2 separate regions of the Mus musculus genome follow, and region 1 is linked to region 2. The links are chromatin contacts, called in public targeted proximity ligation maps. All regions are on one chromosome and are shown on one strand. The core of a region is the stretch at or near the end of the contact, and the rest is flanking DNA. Distances in the headings are between cores, read along the strand shown.

Region 1 (3,031 bases), core at 380-2,879, 220 kb after region 2:
CATGTTTGTCTGGTTTTCCCATGTGTATCAACTGGAGTATCTGTTGGCCTTCTCTTGGAGACTGTGCAATTTAGAAATTAATTTGGAATTTCTGTGCTTGTTTTGTTTTTGTTTTTCACGAGACAGGGTCTCACTATGTGGCTTTGGTTGTCCTGTAAACCAGACTGGCCTTGAATTCACAGAGATCTCCCTCCCAAGTGCTGGGCTTAAAGGCATATGCCATTGTGCCCACTTTAGGAGATATTTTTATATTTTTATAATCTTGAATTTCCTTATCCAAGAACATAATTCATTTTCTGTGTATGCAGATAATGTGTTACATTGTACAAGAGTATTTTGAAACTTTTAACAATCATTTTCAATTTTTTGGTTAAGTTTAATTCAACATAGGGCATTTTTCTTGCTGCTATAAATAGGGCTTTTTTAAAAAGCATTCAATTACATTGATTATTTTGATAAATGGAAAATAAGTACTTTTTAAGTATGTGTGCTTTTCTATTAGATAAAGTGACACATTTTTGATTATATGTTCATATGTATATATTTTAATAAAAAAAAATCTCAGCATACTTCCATATCCTAACACATGTAGTTTAGTCTGAGCAGTATATAAAAATAAATGTTTGTATTTATAATTAATCTCAACTTTTATGTATGTATTAGATTCTGACTAACTCTCTCAGGGTCATTGAAGTGTATAGTTATGAATGGTTAGTGACTAACTGGGAAGGTGAGCTAAGCCTGTGTTTGGGAGGGTCTTACATATCAGATAGAAGGATTTGTTAAATCATGCTAGGGAACTAACTGGAAGTTATACAAAATATTTGAACAATTTAGAGGAAATTAACCAGAATAGAGTATAGAGAATTTCCAACATTAGAATTTAATTGGTTTTTTAATTCCATGGTTTTCTTTTTCTTTTCTGATTAGGAGATAGAACTTAGCTCATTAAAAGAAGCCTTGTCATTCGTGTCATTAATTGACGGGTATTACAGACTAACTGCGGATGCGCACCATTACCTCTGCAAAGAGGTGGCTCCCCCAGCTGTGCTCGAGAACATACACAGCAACTGCCACGGCCCAATATCGTGAGTAATGCCACATTTCACAGGACAGTTCTAGGAGCTGGCTGGTAGGTTAGCATAAGGACTGTGGAAGTCCGAATTCCAGGCACTCCAGTACAAGACTGAACATAGCCGATCTAACAGATGAGACAGTCAGGCACATCCCGAGAGCTTCAGGCCAGACAGACAGCTGAGTGCTGCTGGCTCAGTGAGAGACCTTTCCTCAAAGCAACAAGACAGTTGTAAGGAAGACATTGACACGCTGTCCTGGTCACCAGAGTACATTTTTCAGAGGGAAATGTTCTACAAAGTGTGCTTAATACCCATGTTTCTAGGTCAGTACTGTGCAGGGGAACTTTACACAGTGCCGAAAAGGTTCACTGTTTGGACATTCTAATTAAATATAGTCTGGATTTATACTTAATTGTATTTTCATTTCTTTACCTTTCAATACCCAAGGCTACGAATTACTGTTCTAGTTTGCTTTCTGTTGCTGAGCAGAAGCAACATGAAGAGAAACGGCCTTTTAATTGGCTCACAGTCCAGGTCACAGTCCATCATAGAGGGTGCCAGAGCAGGAGCTCAAACAAGAACCGAGGCAGAAACCACGCAAACCCTGCTTCCTTTCTCACTCTCCTTGTTTATGGGCAGCCTGCCTAAGGAAAGCATCGTAGGCAGCACCCTCCCACATCCCTTAACAGTCAAGATAATCCCCCAGACGCGGCCACAGGCCAGTCTAATCTGAGCAGTCTTTCAGTTGAGACTCCCTGTTTCCAGGTGGCTCTTGGCTGTTCTCAGCAGGGCAGGGACCTTATGACCACCCAGCACCTTTGCAGGCCTCCTATTGTTGTGTAAATTACATCCTGCTCTCCAGTGCTGCGTCTTTGAAATTTATGCACATACTAATTCTTTTGGCACATAGGACATTTTTGGACTGGTATTTTCCAGTCACTGCAGATCTTCGGTTAGATTTGATACTGTTGTAAATATAGAAAGATGATTTTGTATTAGTATTTCTGGGATAGAAGAGACATGAGAGATTTTATGGGAGTATATTTTTTAAATTATTCAATTTGTAAAAAGCAGAACATCAAAATGAATGAATTTTCCTCGTGGCTTTATTGTTTCGTAGTGTCTTAAAATAATATAATTATTCCTTGAATTGGTTTGAACTCACTACAAAATAACTCGATACACTTATTTCTCTTGAAAACAAATTTTGTAGCTATATATAGTAGGGAGTGTTCTGAGGCGTGATTTTTATTTGGTTGCTGTGGCTGTCAGTCACATGTGCAAGCTGCCATTCATATGATTTCTCCTTGACTTGTAGAATGGATTTTGCCATTAGCAAACTAAAGAAGGCGGGTAACCAGACTGGACTATATGTGCTACGATGCAGCCCTAAGGACTTCAACAAATACTTTCTGACCTTTGCTGTTGAGGTTAGTAGGTCACATTTATTAATAGCAACATGTTGTGTAATCTGTCTTTCTCCGTCAAGAAGTATTTTATTTTTAATATTAAGAATTATAGTTCTTGAGATGGTAATTGGCATAGTCATACTTGGCATATCTTAAAATGTCATAAAATAAATAATTCATAAAGTTAATGTAAATACATAAATAACTATAATGCCTTTGTTTTTGACGTTTATTTTATTTTTTGATGTTTGAGTATTAGCCATGTGTCAAGTGGTTATTTCGTTAAGTATACTCAAGTCTACTTACAACAACCAAAAATATTTACCAAATCGTTTAGAGGAAAATAAGTGACAAGAACATTTCCTGATTCTAGAATAGGTTACTAACTGCGACATTCAGAGCACCAGGGACATGATTGCATATAAGAGTGCACTGGACACTCACTGTTAAATGCACGTGAATTTGGATCTCATCGAAGATTGTTTATCCATATTTATCTTTAAAATATATGCAGCTACATGCTCTAAATCTTGAGAGGATTTGTAG
Region 2 (3,408 bases), core at 231-2,730:
CAGACCCGAGCAAAATATCTTTGAAAGCCATGCACTGCCCATCCCTGTGTCTGACCCAGGATGTATTCTTAACAGACCACCAGTTTCCACCAACCCAGAAGTTAGGATGTTAGCAGATCACATCTGGGACCTATAACAAAGGTTCCCTGCTTTGCTGTAGCCTGCCTAACTGTTGTCTCCACCAGTGTATTTGGTAACTGTCTTGACTTATGACTTTGTTCCATAATTAATACATCTCATGTGGCCCTTTGCAGTGGGATCTATCTTTCTGGTCTGCTTGGATCTGTGTTCCTGGGCTGTGGTCACCCACATTTGGCTCCAGAATAAACTATCCCATTTGAGGCAAGAACTGTGTTTTGTATCAACAGCAGAAGAACAGAGTGAGAAGTTTCTCCATGCCCCTTAGGGACAAAGAGTGGACATCCAGAAAAAGTCTGTTTTTGACTCCAAATAGCACCCACAGACATATATCTGTGGAGAAAGTTACACAGATATAAAAGGAATTCCAGGGGCTGGATCAGATCAGCTGTGGGCATGGTGTGATGTCATATAAAGAACGGGCTAGTCTGGGGCTCAGCAGGAAAGCCATGTTCATTCCCAGCAAAGCAAAACCAATACAAAACAAAAGGACTTAGAAGGCCAGGGGTCCGGCTCGGTGCATGAAGACGCTTGCTGACAGCAGTGATGACCTGGGTTCAACCCCCAGGACCCACGGGATAGAAGGATGCTGAGAAGGGGACCTATAGGACCTATACCTGTTTCTTATATTCAAAACCAAGTCAATCCAGGACATGAATGGGAGCCCAGGGCTCACCTGCAGCCATAGTTAAAAGCAGGGCAACAACATTCATATCATACTCACACCCCCATCTTACACTAGTAATCAAACCTAAGCCTTCAGTTGCCTACAACTGCTCTGGCTGTGGCTCCTCGTGCTACCTGCAGAAGTAGGGGAGTCCCAGGCCCCATTGCCTTTACAGATTTTTCGGCTTTTCTCTATATTTACTTTTTCCTCATGGATTTCCTGTTCCTCAGAATCACCTAGATGAGTCGTCTTTACCCTTCCTAATGTTGTGACCCTTTAATATAGTTCTTCATGCTGTGGTGATCTACGACCATATATATATATTTTTTGTGCTACTTTATAGCTGTAATTTTGCTACTATTATGAATGGCAATGTAAATATCTGTGTTTTCTGACGATTTTAGGCAACCCCTGTGAAATATCCCCAAAGGGGTCGCAACCCACAGGTTGAGAACTGCTGAGTCAGCCATTCTGTTTAAAAATACAGGTTCTCAGGACCTATTCTAGTCCATTAACTACAATCTTTTTAGAGGAGAGTCTAAAAGTCTGAACTTCATCTCAGGATGATTCCGGCTTGTGCCTAGTTTTAAGAAGTACGGCACTAGACAGGGCAGTGATGATATTCCTTTCACTGAGGACACAGCGCCTGGCACTTCACCAACACACCTGACTGCTTTCAGAATGAATAGGCGGAATGAGCTGCCCCGCCCCCACTCTACCCACGTGGCCGTGCCTGGCCAATGAACATTCAGTTGCTAAGATTCCACCTACCGGCAGGTGGCGCTGAGTCGACGTAAATGCCGTCCCAGGAAATGTTTTGCTGGAAATTCAAGCCTCAAAGGCAGCTCAATTGGATTATATTTTTACGTATTTACTTTGTCTGTAACTCTCACTTGTATGAGTAATTTGGTTTCTGATGGCGTGCTTTGAATGAGAGAAGCCAGGGAACGCAACCTGACAAGGCCTGGGAGGTAATGAAAGGACTGGATGGACACTCCTAATGGTCCTAGTTTTCATTCTCTATGAGCAAGCACTGTGTGTTATGAAATTACTCAAAGACACAAATGAGTCTGCCATTTCAGTAAGAGTGTAGCTAGCCTGTAATTTCTGTTAGTCATCTACTGTTTCCTTTATGGGTGTTTAATTGGACTAACCTTTTAAAACCATTTCCCTCACAAAGCTGTCTGAAGGGCTGTCTTGGCAGTCTTTTGAGACGTGGGAAGTCAGCCCACAGTTAAAGGCTGGGGCTCCGTAGCCAACGCCTCTTCCCCTTCCCCCAAAGGGCATCGGCGTGCAAGTGACTGATAGGGCTGGCCTGAACCAACAGCCAACTATCAGGCAAGACCATGGCCCCGGCTGAACTGGTTTCTTCTGCCAGCAGACCTTCAGCCAGGGGCCCTGAAGGAGGAACCATCCTGAGGTGCTTGCTGTCTTCCCAAGGCTCCAAGCCCAAAGCAGAGAGAATTGGGACTCGAAGGAGGAAGCAAGGAGTCTACAGCACAGACTCCTTGCACAAGAGGGCGTAATTCAAGGGAATCACACAGTTTAGGTCACACCATAGCATAGAGTTCCTGGGAAAGAAGAGAGGAGAGCAGGGAGGGGAGGGGTGGAAAGGGGAGGAGAGGGAGAGGGAGAAGGGAGGGGAGGGGAGGGGAGGGGAGGGGAGGGGAGGGGAGGGGAGGGAAAGGAGAATCTATTAAATTAAATGCTTTAAGGGCTCGGTGGTGGTGGTGCATGCCTTTAATCCCAGCCCTTGGGAAGCAGAGGCAAGTGGATCTCTGTGAGTTCAAGGCCATCCTGGTCTACAGAGTGAATTCCAGGACAGCCAAGACAACACAAAGAAACCTTGTCCCAAAAATAAACAAACAAACAAATACTGTGATGACTAATACCTTGTATGATAATTTTTTTAAAACAAATACTATAAAATAACAAAAGAACGGATACAATTTCTCATTTTCTTCCTTGAATAACCTGGTATACAGTTAGATAGGAGCCAAGCAAAACAGGCAACCAGAAGCCAGTGTGACCCAAACTGACTCGTAGGGGGGTGTCCTGTTTGGAGGTGTCTGGTATGAGCATAGGAGCCCAAGTGGCATGAAGACTGCATACAGATGTGTTTGAGTTAATGGGGGGCAGAGCTTCCCATTCCTGAAGAGCTAACATGCAACTCTAGGGAAAACTCTAGGGAAAGCTGCATGGGGTTGAGCTCAGAAGCATCAAGTCCACTGTGTGTGTGTGGAATAAATCTAGAGGAATGCCCGAGTCCTTACATGGTCATGTCCACATAGCCCCAGTTTTCTGCACTGGAAGGGAGGGAGATCAGCTGTGTTCTGGTTTCTAAACAGAATCCTTAAAAGGACCAAGACCCCTTAGGTTAAACGAGTGGCTGACTGTAAGACTAAGAAAAGTAGCTGGGTTCTTCAGGGCGCTCAGGCAGGATTGCAAGTACAAGGTCTTCCAGGACTGTAGTAGGAGACCTTGTCTCAAAGTGAAAAGTAAAACAGGGGCTGGAGAGGTGGCTCAGAGGTTAAGAGCACTGATTGCCCTTCCAGAGGTCCTGAGTTCAATTCCCAGCAACCAATTCCCAGCTCAGGACCATT

Evidence for each region.
Region 1: a contact with region 2 is called in a targeted proximity ligation map of embryonic stem cells, with 4 times the contacts expected there. A contact is called at or near these places in 39 of 484 Hi-C or Micro-C datasets (the AML12 cell line, CD4 T cells, CD8 T cells and 24 more) and 25 of 130 datasets of targeted methods (Th17 cells, Th2 cells, bone marrow-derived dendritic cells and 14 more).

Annotation. Positions count from the first base shown.
Region 1 is chr19:29,283,907-29,286,937 of GRCm38.p6, forward strand. Jak2 (Janus kinase 2) reads left to right here. Exons shown (of 25, transcript NM_008413.4): 9 at 931-1,088; 10 at 2,395-2,506. Among named protein-coding and RNA genes, the nearest start is that of Jak2, 34 kb to the left of the region's middle.
Region 2 is chr19:29,062,486-29,065,893 of GRCm38.p6, forward strand. No RefSeq gene overlaps it. Among named protein-coding and RNA genes, the nearest start is that of Gm9895, 3.1 kb to the right of the region's middle.